Regions from separate parts of the Sus scrofa genome. Here region 2 is linked to region 1. A link is a contact called in public Hi-C data. All regions are on one chromosome and are shown on one strand. The core of a region is the stretch at or near the end of the contact, and the rest is flanking DNA. Distances in the headings are between cores, read along the strand shown.

Evidence for each region. A called contact is a pair of places that touch in the nucleus more often than the background predicts.
Region 2: a contact with region 1 is called in a Hi-C map of embryonic fibroblasts, with 1.9 times the contacts expected there. The contact joins the promoter of HMGN2 here to the promoter of DHDDS in region 1. A contact is called at or near these places in 2 of 47 Hi-C or Micro-C datasets (embryonic fibroblasts and epiblast stem cells) and 1 of 2 datasets of contacts at active chromatin or transcription factors (alveolar macrophages).

What each region holds. Positions count from the first base shown.
Region 1 is chr6:83,821,201-83,826,293 of Sscrofa11.1, reverse strand. DHDDS (dehydrodolichyl diphosphate synthase subunit) reads right to left here and starts at 3,032. Exons shown (of 9, transcript NM_001244123.1): 1 at 2,991-3,032; 2 at 2,334-2,410; 3 at 131-247. The coding sequence starts at 2,396.
Region 2 is chr6:83,854,413-83,859,540 of Sscrofa11.1, reverse strand. It overlaps HMGN2 (high mobility group nucleosomal binding domain 2), which reads right to left and starts at 2,427. Exons shown (of 7, transcript NM_001244114.1): 1 at 2,416-2,427; 2 at 1,151-1,248; 3 at 122-166. The coding sequence starts at 1,165. DHDDS (dehydrodolichyl diphosphate synthase subunit) reads right to left here. Exons shown (of 9, transcript NM_001244123.1): 9 at 4,440-4,769. The coding sequence ends at 4,533.

The DNA of each region.
Region 1 (5,093 bases), core at 1,783-4,282:
GACAAAACAAACAAACAAAACAAAACCAAAAAACCCACTCTCAAACCACAGCAAATTAAGGCCTGGGTTTTCTAGTTATAATAAAATTTCCCACAGACCATTCGCCTTGGGTTTTGCCACCCACACCCACCTCAGCCAGTTTGTTGAAGCCCTGTGAGTGGCCCTCCTGCCGCTCCACTTGGCATTTCCTGGCATAGCGACGGTTCCCATCCATTATAAATGCAATATGTTTGGGCATTGGGCCTGCCTGTGAAGTAAGGAGACAAACACATCATGTACTCTTCAGAGATTAAGGAAGACAATATGCCTAGCTGATAGGCTTGAGCTATGTGATAAAAGCCCCAAGGAAGGGAATTGGGTATTCCATACTTTAGCTCAATACGCAGGTGTTAGGCCCTTTTAGTTATTTCTATTTACATATCTACTGAGCACTTGGCACATGCCAAGTACTATGCTGGGCTTTTTACATTTCAGCTTAATTTTTTATCACACAAACATGTAAAGCAAATACTATTATTTTCATTTCTAGTAAGAAAAACTGAGGCTCAGGGAGGTCAAGTGACTTGCATAAGTCACAAAGGCCAAGAAGAGACAAAGTGGGGAATCAAACTGAGGTCTATGCGCTTTCAGAGTCCATCTCTTAACCATATGCCCTTAACCAACACCTTGAAATCATTAGCCTCCAACTGGGAGACGCAGGAAGGACATTGATGGGTGTGGTCAAATGTAGCAGATATCCTCCAGACAGAAGGACTCAGTTCTATCTGAGTCTTGCCACACAGGAATTGGGGGGAGGAGGGCTAATGTTATTGGGTCTTCTTACTTTACAGGAGAAACCAGTCAGGATTTTCATGAAAATTTACATGCAGGAGCCATTTCAAAACAAAGAAGACATTCTAGAGGTAAATAAAACTTATCTCGCTATGGCAGCCTTTTGTTGTCTGTCATAACAAAAATTCACTCTTTGAGCTATTTCCCTCACTGGAGGGGTTCTTCATAGTCTGCACCTCTCTAACATTTCTTACTTCTGTTCCCCACATATAGCTGTTAAAAAAAAAAAATCCAGGAGTCCTTGTGGCTCAGTGACTTAAGTACCCAGCTAGCATCCATGAGGATGCAGGTTGGATCCCTGACCTTAATCAGGGGGTTAAGGATCCAACATTGCTGCAAGCTGCAAGGTAAGTTGCATTTGTGGCTCAGATCTGGTGTGGCTATGGCTGTGGCACAGACTGGCAGCTGCAGTTCTGAATCAACCCTAGCCTAGGAACTTCCATATGCTGTGGGTGTGGCTGTAAAAAGAAAAAAAAAAAAATTCCAGTCAAGTCATGCAGCTTCTTCTTTCCAACACATGACCACAGAGGTTCCCTGAGAAGTTGCTCTTCATTTGCTGGCCTGCCTGACATCACTTGGCATTTGTGTGGAAGTATGTGTGTGGATACAAAGCTTAATGACTCATAAATTCATTGCTACTGCTGCTTGAGAGCCTGAGGCTGAAAAATAAAACCAAGCTGACTGGCTCCAATTTCAAACTTTTCATATACGGAGGATATAACACAGTTGTGATTCCTAGAGAAAAAGCAGACGGAAGATCTAGAAAACCCAGGGGAGTGTAGGAAACAGAGTGTCTGTAGTCTTCAAATGGTTGAAAGACAGCCGTAATAATAATTAAGAACTTGTGCTGATTTTATTAGTTTCCTTAAAACTCAAAACGACCATAGAAAGCCACATGGTTAATAAATGATAGAACAGGGAGTTCCCGTCATGGCACAGCGGAAACGAATACAACCAGGAACCATGATTTTGCGGCTCGGATCTAGCATTGCTGCGGCTGTGGTGTAGGCTGGCAGCTGTAGCTCCGATTAGACCCCTTGCCTGGGAAACTCCATATACCGCGGGTGTGGCCCTAAAAGGACAAAAGACAAAAAAAAAAAAAAAAAAAAAAGAACAGGACTTCCATTCATTCTCTGCCTACAGAGCCCCAAGTCTTAACCATTACACTCTATTGCCACATCAGGGAAAAACTATTTTATCTAGACCCAGAGGATACTACTAGGAATAACAGATCAAATTTCTAAGGAAACAAATTTCAAGTTAAGGTCTATGCTACCCATCGATATTGGGAGGTCCCGGCCTTCCTGAAAATGTGAGAACTAGGGCAATGATCTTCCGGAAAGGTAGACCTGGAACTTACCTGCAATTCTGACTTTGACACCATTACTAAATTTTATCACAAATCCATAAACATCATGGATTACTCAATTTTAACAACAGGTTTTGATATAAGATTACACAATTGACCAGAAAGCCAAATGGTGCTGTGGGCCATTGCTCACCTTTATAATATTTGCACAGAACCGCTCCCAAAATGACAGCTCTCCTTCCTTGATCCATGACATAGTTCTTGCGCCAGCTGGAGAAGCAAAGAACAATTAGACACCAACCAGGTCACCTTGTATAAACAAGAAAGAGAATCAGACGTCTCCATGGCTTGCAAACAACCATGGCTGACTTGCAGAGATTCACCAGAACAGTATAGAGTGGCCAGCATTAGAATCCAAAAATGCTGGTCTAAACCTCTAGTCTTTCACCACCCAGAGTTTATAAGCCAATGGGACTTTTGGGACAGAGGCCTTTCCTTGTGTCTCTGAGCTTGGTGGACTTTGCTCCCATCCCCTTTTTTTCTGTGTCTGCATTGCCTTTTTGTGAACATGTAAGCCTGCTTCCTGCCACATCCACATTGTGTTGTCTATACCCTGATCCTTTCCCCTTCTTCCTTCTTCATCTTCTCCCCAGGCCGTTTCCTACTCTCGGCGCTCCAGGTCACTAACCCCTTCAGCTGTAGCACCCGTTACCCCTCTTACCTGAGAGGTTTCCCAATTATTTACTCCCTTACTCCCTCACTTGTCTCTTCCACTGCCTTCTTTGTCCCTACCACAGCTGCCTCCAGTCCAGTCATCTCTCTCCTCTAGCCCACCCCTTGAACACAGCACCTTGACAGGTTCCGCCGGCGCCTTCCAATCGCTCTAGTGGACGGACACTTTCTCACGATGTGGCGCTGGAAGAACACGTCATCGACGGGCGCTGGGACACGCCCCTCCGGTCACCTAACGGGCGGGGCCCTGGCCTGCGCCTGCGCGTTCGGAGGAGGAGAGGCGCGAGAGTTCCTGGCAGTTCACATTCCCGGGGAGGGGCGGGGCAAAGGGGAAAAGTTGCGCTCGCGTGACGGAACTGGGAGGGCACTCCTATGGGCCGCGTGCTGAGAACAGGGCTGAGGAAGGCAGGGTTCGGACCACCTGAGAGAGCCCAGAAGTCTGTAGACCTTCCGGCCGGTTAGGTTACAGGGCTAGTTTCTGAAAGGCAGCGACTTCTCCGCCACTGATGGCAGTTTTGGATTTAAAAGGGCTAAGGCAGCGTCCTGCCAGCCAGAAGTTCTCAGAACTGGCTTTAGAACTCTGGTATAAGTCTTAAAAATCCTGGTTTTATACGGTTTTTGAGTGGATTTAATCATTTGCGAAGTTCCTAGCCCTAGCCAGTCTCACAGAGGCATTTAATACCAATCCATTTTGTGCTGACATAAGGCATTCAAGATTTTTGGATTTGCATTCTCAGGCCCTACCCCAAAGAACTCAAAAAAAAAAAAAAAAAAAAAAAAAAAAAAGAGGTTAAAGCCGGAAGGATGGCTTCTGAAATCTAAGAGACCATCGACTAACCCTGACAGAAAAATCAAGGGCATTCATTCTGTACCAAATCTTTAAGGAAAAGGGTTGCAGAAGTTTGAGGTACTAACTTACAAAAGAAATTGGGAGTTTGGTTTCCTCAGAATTATAGGAGAGTCCTGTGTGGCTCAGCAGTAAGCATCCTGACTAGAATCCAAGAAGAGTTTGGTTTGATCCCTGGCCTCACTCAGTGGGTTAGAGATTTGGTGTTGCAGCAGTCCGATGCATAGGCCGGAGATGCGGCTTGGATCTGATATTGCTGTAGCTGTGGTGTAGGCTGGCAGCTGCAGCTCCGATTAGACCCCTAGCCTGTGAACTTCCATATGCCCTGGTGCAGCCCTAAAAAGAAAAAAAAAAAAAAAAATATATATATATATATATATATATGGGAAAAAAAATATATATATATATGGGAAAAAATATATATATATTAGGGGGAAAAAAACAAACTTTACCTAAGAACCTTCTTGTAGTTTTACTTGGGATTAGTTTTATCAAGGAAACAAGGCAAGGACGATATTGCAGTGGCAACCCCCAGCTCACTACCTGTGTCTCCTATTTTTTCTGATGAGTTGCTTTCAACAGAGTGAAATGATTAAAGTACTCTAAAATGAGTAACTCACCCATGAATGTCTATTAAGCTTTTCCACCCATCCTGCTTTGCATCCAGGTTAGTTTCTGCCTAGCCAATTACTTCAATTTTGCAGGAAAACCATTTACTTAAACAAAATAGGTGCTACTTTTAACATCTGTGGTCAGCTTTGACTTTTGGTAATAAGTCCCTAGTGTGATGTATGAAAATTCTGTTAATGTTTTCTTGCACTTTGTAATAGTTGGTTTGTCTCCAAGTCTTTTTTAGACCCTCCTTCACTTAAAGGGAGCTAGGTATTTAAAAATACAATGTTCATTAGGCTAAAACCAAAATGTGAATGTGTGTTTATAGCTAGTCAGTGTATCTCCTCTGGCCTCAATTTCCCCAGATCCACATATTTCCCTCCTCGAGTTGCTGCAGGGGGTTAATTAATTAAGATTTGTAAAGGGCTTTGAGGAGCAAGGGACAAAGTATTATTAGAGTCTCATGCCCCAAGCCATGGCCCCATCCTTTCATCCCAGCCAGTGGCACAGGCAAACCCATTCTTATGCATGCCAAGCCCTTAATCCCCTCTTGAATGTGGCAGCTTCCAAGGAAAGGACAAGAGGCCTTAACTAGAAACAAAAATCCATGGTAATAAGGTGCTAAAAAGACTGAACTTTCAAGATTCACTCCTAACAAAATGGCTGAACAGCAAACTTAATGGTTGTTCTTGTGACTTCTGAGTCCCAATCCAAGAAGGTGGAAATAATGCACAAAGCACCCTCAATATCGACCAAGATGAC
Region 2 (5,128 bases), core at 1,178-3,677, 34 kb before region 1:
CAATGTGTTCAAGACTATAGGAAGTATAGACAGCTTACTCAGGCAAGACTAAGGACACGGTTAATTACTGCCAAAGGAGCCCAAGGCTTTTTGACCCAAAAGAAGTGAAAGTAAGACTTACTTCGTCCTTCACCTTGGCTTTATCCCCTTTAGCATCCCCTTCAGCCTATAAAAAACAAAACCGAAGAAAGTTGCAGCTTCTGAAGCAATTCTTAACGGTTCACTAAGCTTAGCAAAGTCCTAAGGGGAGAAAAAAGAAATCGAAGAGAATCTGGTACACAGTATTTCTAGGACATACAAATGGGGTTTGTAGCATCCCCAGCTCCTATGCAAATCCCTGAAGTGCTCAGAAAGCTCCAGGGGTGCTCTTATGCGTCTGCTTCACGCCGGATCTGGCCCAAAGCACGCAGGGACGCTGGGTGTCCGAAACCCAGCGGCCCCGGGAAGCCCGCGCAAAGCTGGAGCAAGGCGCGCAAAGCGCAGCCCGCGCCGCCGCGCCAGGCAGAAGCAACAGCTGCAGAAGGAGCTAACAAACCCCTCGGAGGCGGGGCTGGAGAGCCGTTGCCATGGCAGCCGTCGAGGGCGGGAGACGGAGGCGCACGCAGCCGGGGGAACTCGTGGGCGGCAGCGGCGCGCACCAGCGCGAGTCTCGTGCGCTGGGTCCGTGGGCGGCGCGCGAGTGGAGGAGGGGCCAACCCGAGAAGTCCCGCCCTCAGGGGGAGGGCCCCGCCCCCTCACGGCGGCAGTTTTTTGGCGGCAGCGCGTTCCCCCGCCCGCCAACCCCGAACGCCGCCTTCCCGCCCTTTCGGGTTTGAATTGCCCGCCCGCGGGGAGGGGAGGGGGCCTGGGGATGGGGGGGAGGGGGCGCGAGGCGGGCACGTCGAGCCCAGGGGAGCGGGATAAACAGCCGCCAACATGGCTCCTCCCGCCGCGGCCGCCGCTCCTCCAATATGGCCTCTGGCGCCCGCGGGCAGCCGAGCCGCGCAGGGTTACCCCGGGGCCGCCTGACACCGCCTCGAGCCACCGCGCCGGGCAGCCGAGCCTGCTTCAGCTCGGCGCCGATTCTCGCGCCCCAAAGCCGAGGAAGCGGCGGCGGCAGCATTGGTGATCACGGCGGCGGCCCAGAGCCTGGGGCCCTCGCGCCACGTACCTTTCTCTTGGGCATGGTGACGGCGGCGGGACGTAGGCGCTGGACACGGGGATGCAGTGGCGCGCGAGCTTTGGTCGGTCCAGGGGTCGCTCTCGCCTCTTCTTCACACTGCTCGGGCTCCGGGGGGTTTATAAAGTTTTTATAGCGCTGGGAGCCCCGGACCGGTTAGAACCGGATTTCACCTCCCGCCGCCGCTCATTGGCCCAGCTGGGGTCACGTGGGCGGGGTTTAAACTCACCTCCTCTGGAGGGAGTGAGGAGGGGGGTATGGGGGGGAGGGCGCGCGAGACGGCGGCGCGCCTAGGGGTGGGGGCGCAGTGGGGGAGGCGCACATCGAAGGCTATAGTTGAGAGGGGGCTGCGAGTCGGCGGGCTGTGGGTTTCGGCTCCCGCCAAGAGCTGGCTTTTGCAAACTACCAAGTTCCTTCCACCTTATGCAACCGAGCTATCCACTTCTCCAAGCCGTGCGACACTTAGGGCGCATCTCAGCCGCTTTCCTTCCTGTTCCCGCTGGGGGCCCCAGAAGAAAGGTTTGCTCAGCCTGGCCGCAATGTCCTTTGCCGGAGGCGGGAAGAAGCGCGCGGCTTCGAGGCACTGGTTGCAGTTCCCAGGGCCAAGGCTGACGCCGAAGTGGGAAAAGAGTGGAGAAGCCAGCTTGGCGCAGCTGGACGTGCATCCTTCCAAACCTCCACTCGGAGGAAGCTTTTCATGCACCTCACCTGGAAAGCGGTCCACTCGAGGTGGGTAGGGGTTCGAGGGGGGCACTTTACAAGCAGAGGTACATTTCGGGTGCAGTGGGGCAGGTAGGAGCTGTCCTTTCAGCACCCGTTGCTCAGCTGCCTCCCCAAGTATCAACGAAGCCCCCCAAAGCTTGTCGAGTGCCTCCCTTAGGTCCTTGTATTCCCACATCTCAGAACCCCGCCACAGAATGACGGAGAGTGGCCGCCAAGAAGGCTTACTAGCACTCCCCTCCCCCTAAGCTCCTCCCGCTTCGGAGACATCAAGCTCAGCTGCCCCCACCCGACGCGGTCACCAAGCCTGGGCGCTGCAAACGCAGCTGGCGAAATCCCTCCTTCCACACTGGCAGACTGGCTTCCTTTCACTTGCGCGAGGAAAAGGACAGTGGAGGAACGCGTCCGGGGGATTAGGAAACAAGTAGAGGAACAGGTGTTGAGATGGCAAAAGGGCTTTTCCAGTGGCTCCCCCTCCTCCGCCCCCAAAGCTAGGGATCTTGGAAGTAGCCAAGTGCACCTTGAGGGAGGTAGACAATTGCTGCAGCAAAACACAGTCTACTCTTGTACTGTTCGCAAACAAGTTTTACATCTAAGAATTTTTAAAATTCTGTTTGACACCCAAGAGAATACAATACGATAAATATCCTCAAGTTGGGGCTTGGCTCACAGGTGGGAGGACATTTAAATAGGTCCCACCTAGTTTCTTGAGGCAAGAGTTGAGCTGGTTTGTACAAATCACACCAGTAGAAAGCACCCACAAGGAGTTCATGTCAACTATTTGCAGTCGCTGTGCCTGTACAGCAGTGGTCCTCAGCCTCTTCTCCTCCCCACCCCTTCAGTGCCTCCTGAGGCAGCCCCTCCTCACCACACCCCACTGTGTACCTTTCCCAGAACACAGGACCTCAGGCCAAAGAGATACCAGCCTGATTAATCACTTCTGCTGTACCCCAATCTACACTGGAGAAAGTCAGACCCAGAAAGGAGACAGGACTCAACAATCATGCTCACAGGGCAGATTCCGTTTGCTGCCTCCAGCCCCTCTTTCCCGCCTTAATTGTAGGGCTCTGCATAACAGCCACATAATTCATGCCTCCCTAATTAAGGCTGTCAACAGCCCCATTGTAAAACTGGAAAATGTACAGCACCTGCTCTCTGGGAACCCTGTGCCAGGGATTGGTAGTGGGGAGTGCCAGGTGTGTGTGGGGGACTTGCCAAAGGGTACATTGATTGGCTTCTCAATCGCAGTGTCTGGCATTATGCTTGATTCTGGGAGCAGGGATGATGGCCAAGGAGTCTCTTGTGCCAGGTATCCAGGCATAGGAAGGGGAGGAGCAGACTGGAGTATAGTCAAGTTAGGGGTTTTAAAGAGTCTGCTCTTAGTACTGCTTGCAAGGCCCCACCTCACCCCTAGAGGGGGGTGCTGGGGAATCGGTTTGCAGAGAGTAAAATGTGAAGACTAAACAGAGTAGCTCTTGGGTGGTATTACCAGCTGGTGCTTGCTGCTCTGGGGCACCTGAAGCATAGAGTTGCTCAGGCCGACAGCTCTTCAAAGGCACTAATCCTCTCAGCAGCTCCTCAGTGAGGCCTGGGAGGGAGAGGTAAGGGAAAGGACACAGCCTTTCACTTGGCCCTCTTCTCCCTGCTGGGCAGCCTTGGCCTCACAAGCTGAGACTGCCATGCTGAAAATATATTGTCTCATGGGCCTACTTAGGGGCCCAGGTCAAACACGGACAGAAGCCTCAAAGAGTAAGGAGGTGGGAAGCAGAGTTGAGATGCAGAGGGCAGGAGGCAGTCAGTTGGGAGAAGTGCTTGTTTCTGTGCTCTTGGTCTTGACGTGTTCCAGGGAAGGAGGCCTGTGCTGGGTTAGATTCGCCAGGGCCTAAAGGCCCTTCTGTTACCCTGTAGCCATGGAGGGGGCCAGTCTCACTGGGGAGTGGAGCCTGGCCCCATGCCCCGCAAGAGGAGGAGAAAAGCTTGTGTGGGCTGAGTCGACAATAGGTAATTGGATTGTAATCACCCGCCTGGCTTCCGAGCGCCATTGGGGGCGCTGAGCCTTTCAGTGAGCAATCAGCACTGCGTGGTGGGAGGGGGTAGAGAGTCAATAGCAAATCCCAGGTGGAGAGCCAAGGGGGAGGAGCAGCAGATGGGCAAATTTTCTTTCTGTCTCTCCACTTCCTTGCCTAAATAACGCTGGCTGCCTATTAGCTATTTACCAGCAGATTCAAGGTGGAGCCACATCTTTTGTGAAGACTAAGATGGATGGGTAAAGGACCAGGGTTTGGGGGAGACCTCTTTCCTTGAAGGATTGCTGGTGGAAAAAGAAAGTACAGTGAGAAGCACAGGTAGAGGTGGCAAAAGTGGAAGAAGCAGGCAGCAGAAGGGCTATGGCCCCCTACTCACCAAACCTACTGGTGAACAGAGCTGGGTTTAGCGTACTTGTGGGAGACTCTCACCCTCAACCTTCCCCAAGGGCACTGTCCCAGGCAGCCCCAAGGTATGTATCTATGGCACGCAGACCTGGCCTCTAGGGCTCCCTGGCCAAGCAAAGGAAACACAATTCATCTTCAGGAGGGAGGTGCCTTTCACCAAGAAAGGGGAGTGGGGCCCTGGAGGCAGAGGGCAGGGCGAAGTGGCAGGAGGCCAGCCTCACTCAGGCTGATGCGGTGCCCAGACGTGCCAGCCAGTCAGCCCGCTTGAGTTCCAAGGCCTGCAGGAAGACTTGGACTCGCTCTTCCCTTCTGGCTAGGAGTTTGTGCAAGCGTGTCCGTCGGAGCTGGGTGTCTCCACTGGCCTGGAGCCCCTCTTGCAGCAGCTGCTCTGTCACTGCAGCCTGGTCTCTCTCCAGCTGCTGCCTCTTCCGCTCCTCTGCATACATGTCTCGGGCCTTCTGCTAGAGAAAAGTGGGGATTGGGGTGGGGAGATCATTTTTAGGTGTGGGTGGAATTGGGATAGAAGAGGTAGGGGGTGGGGCACAGGAGAGGCCAAGGTAAGTGGAACATGGGGAGTCTGTACCAGAGTTGGAAAGGTTTAGGAGGTGATGGGCAGTGCTCATGTTGTATAGGCAGGGCAGTGGCAGTTCTGGGTCCATCTTGGCTTGTTTTGGGTGGAAGCATCTATATTTCTTTTTTTGTTGTTTTTTTAGGGCCACACCCATGGCATATGGAAGTTCCCAGGCTAGTGGTTGAATAGTAGCTGTAGCTGATGGCCTAGGCCACAGCCAGAGCAATGCCAGATCTGAGCCACGTC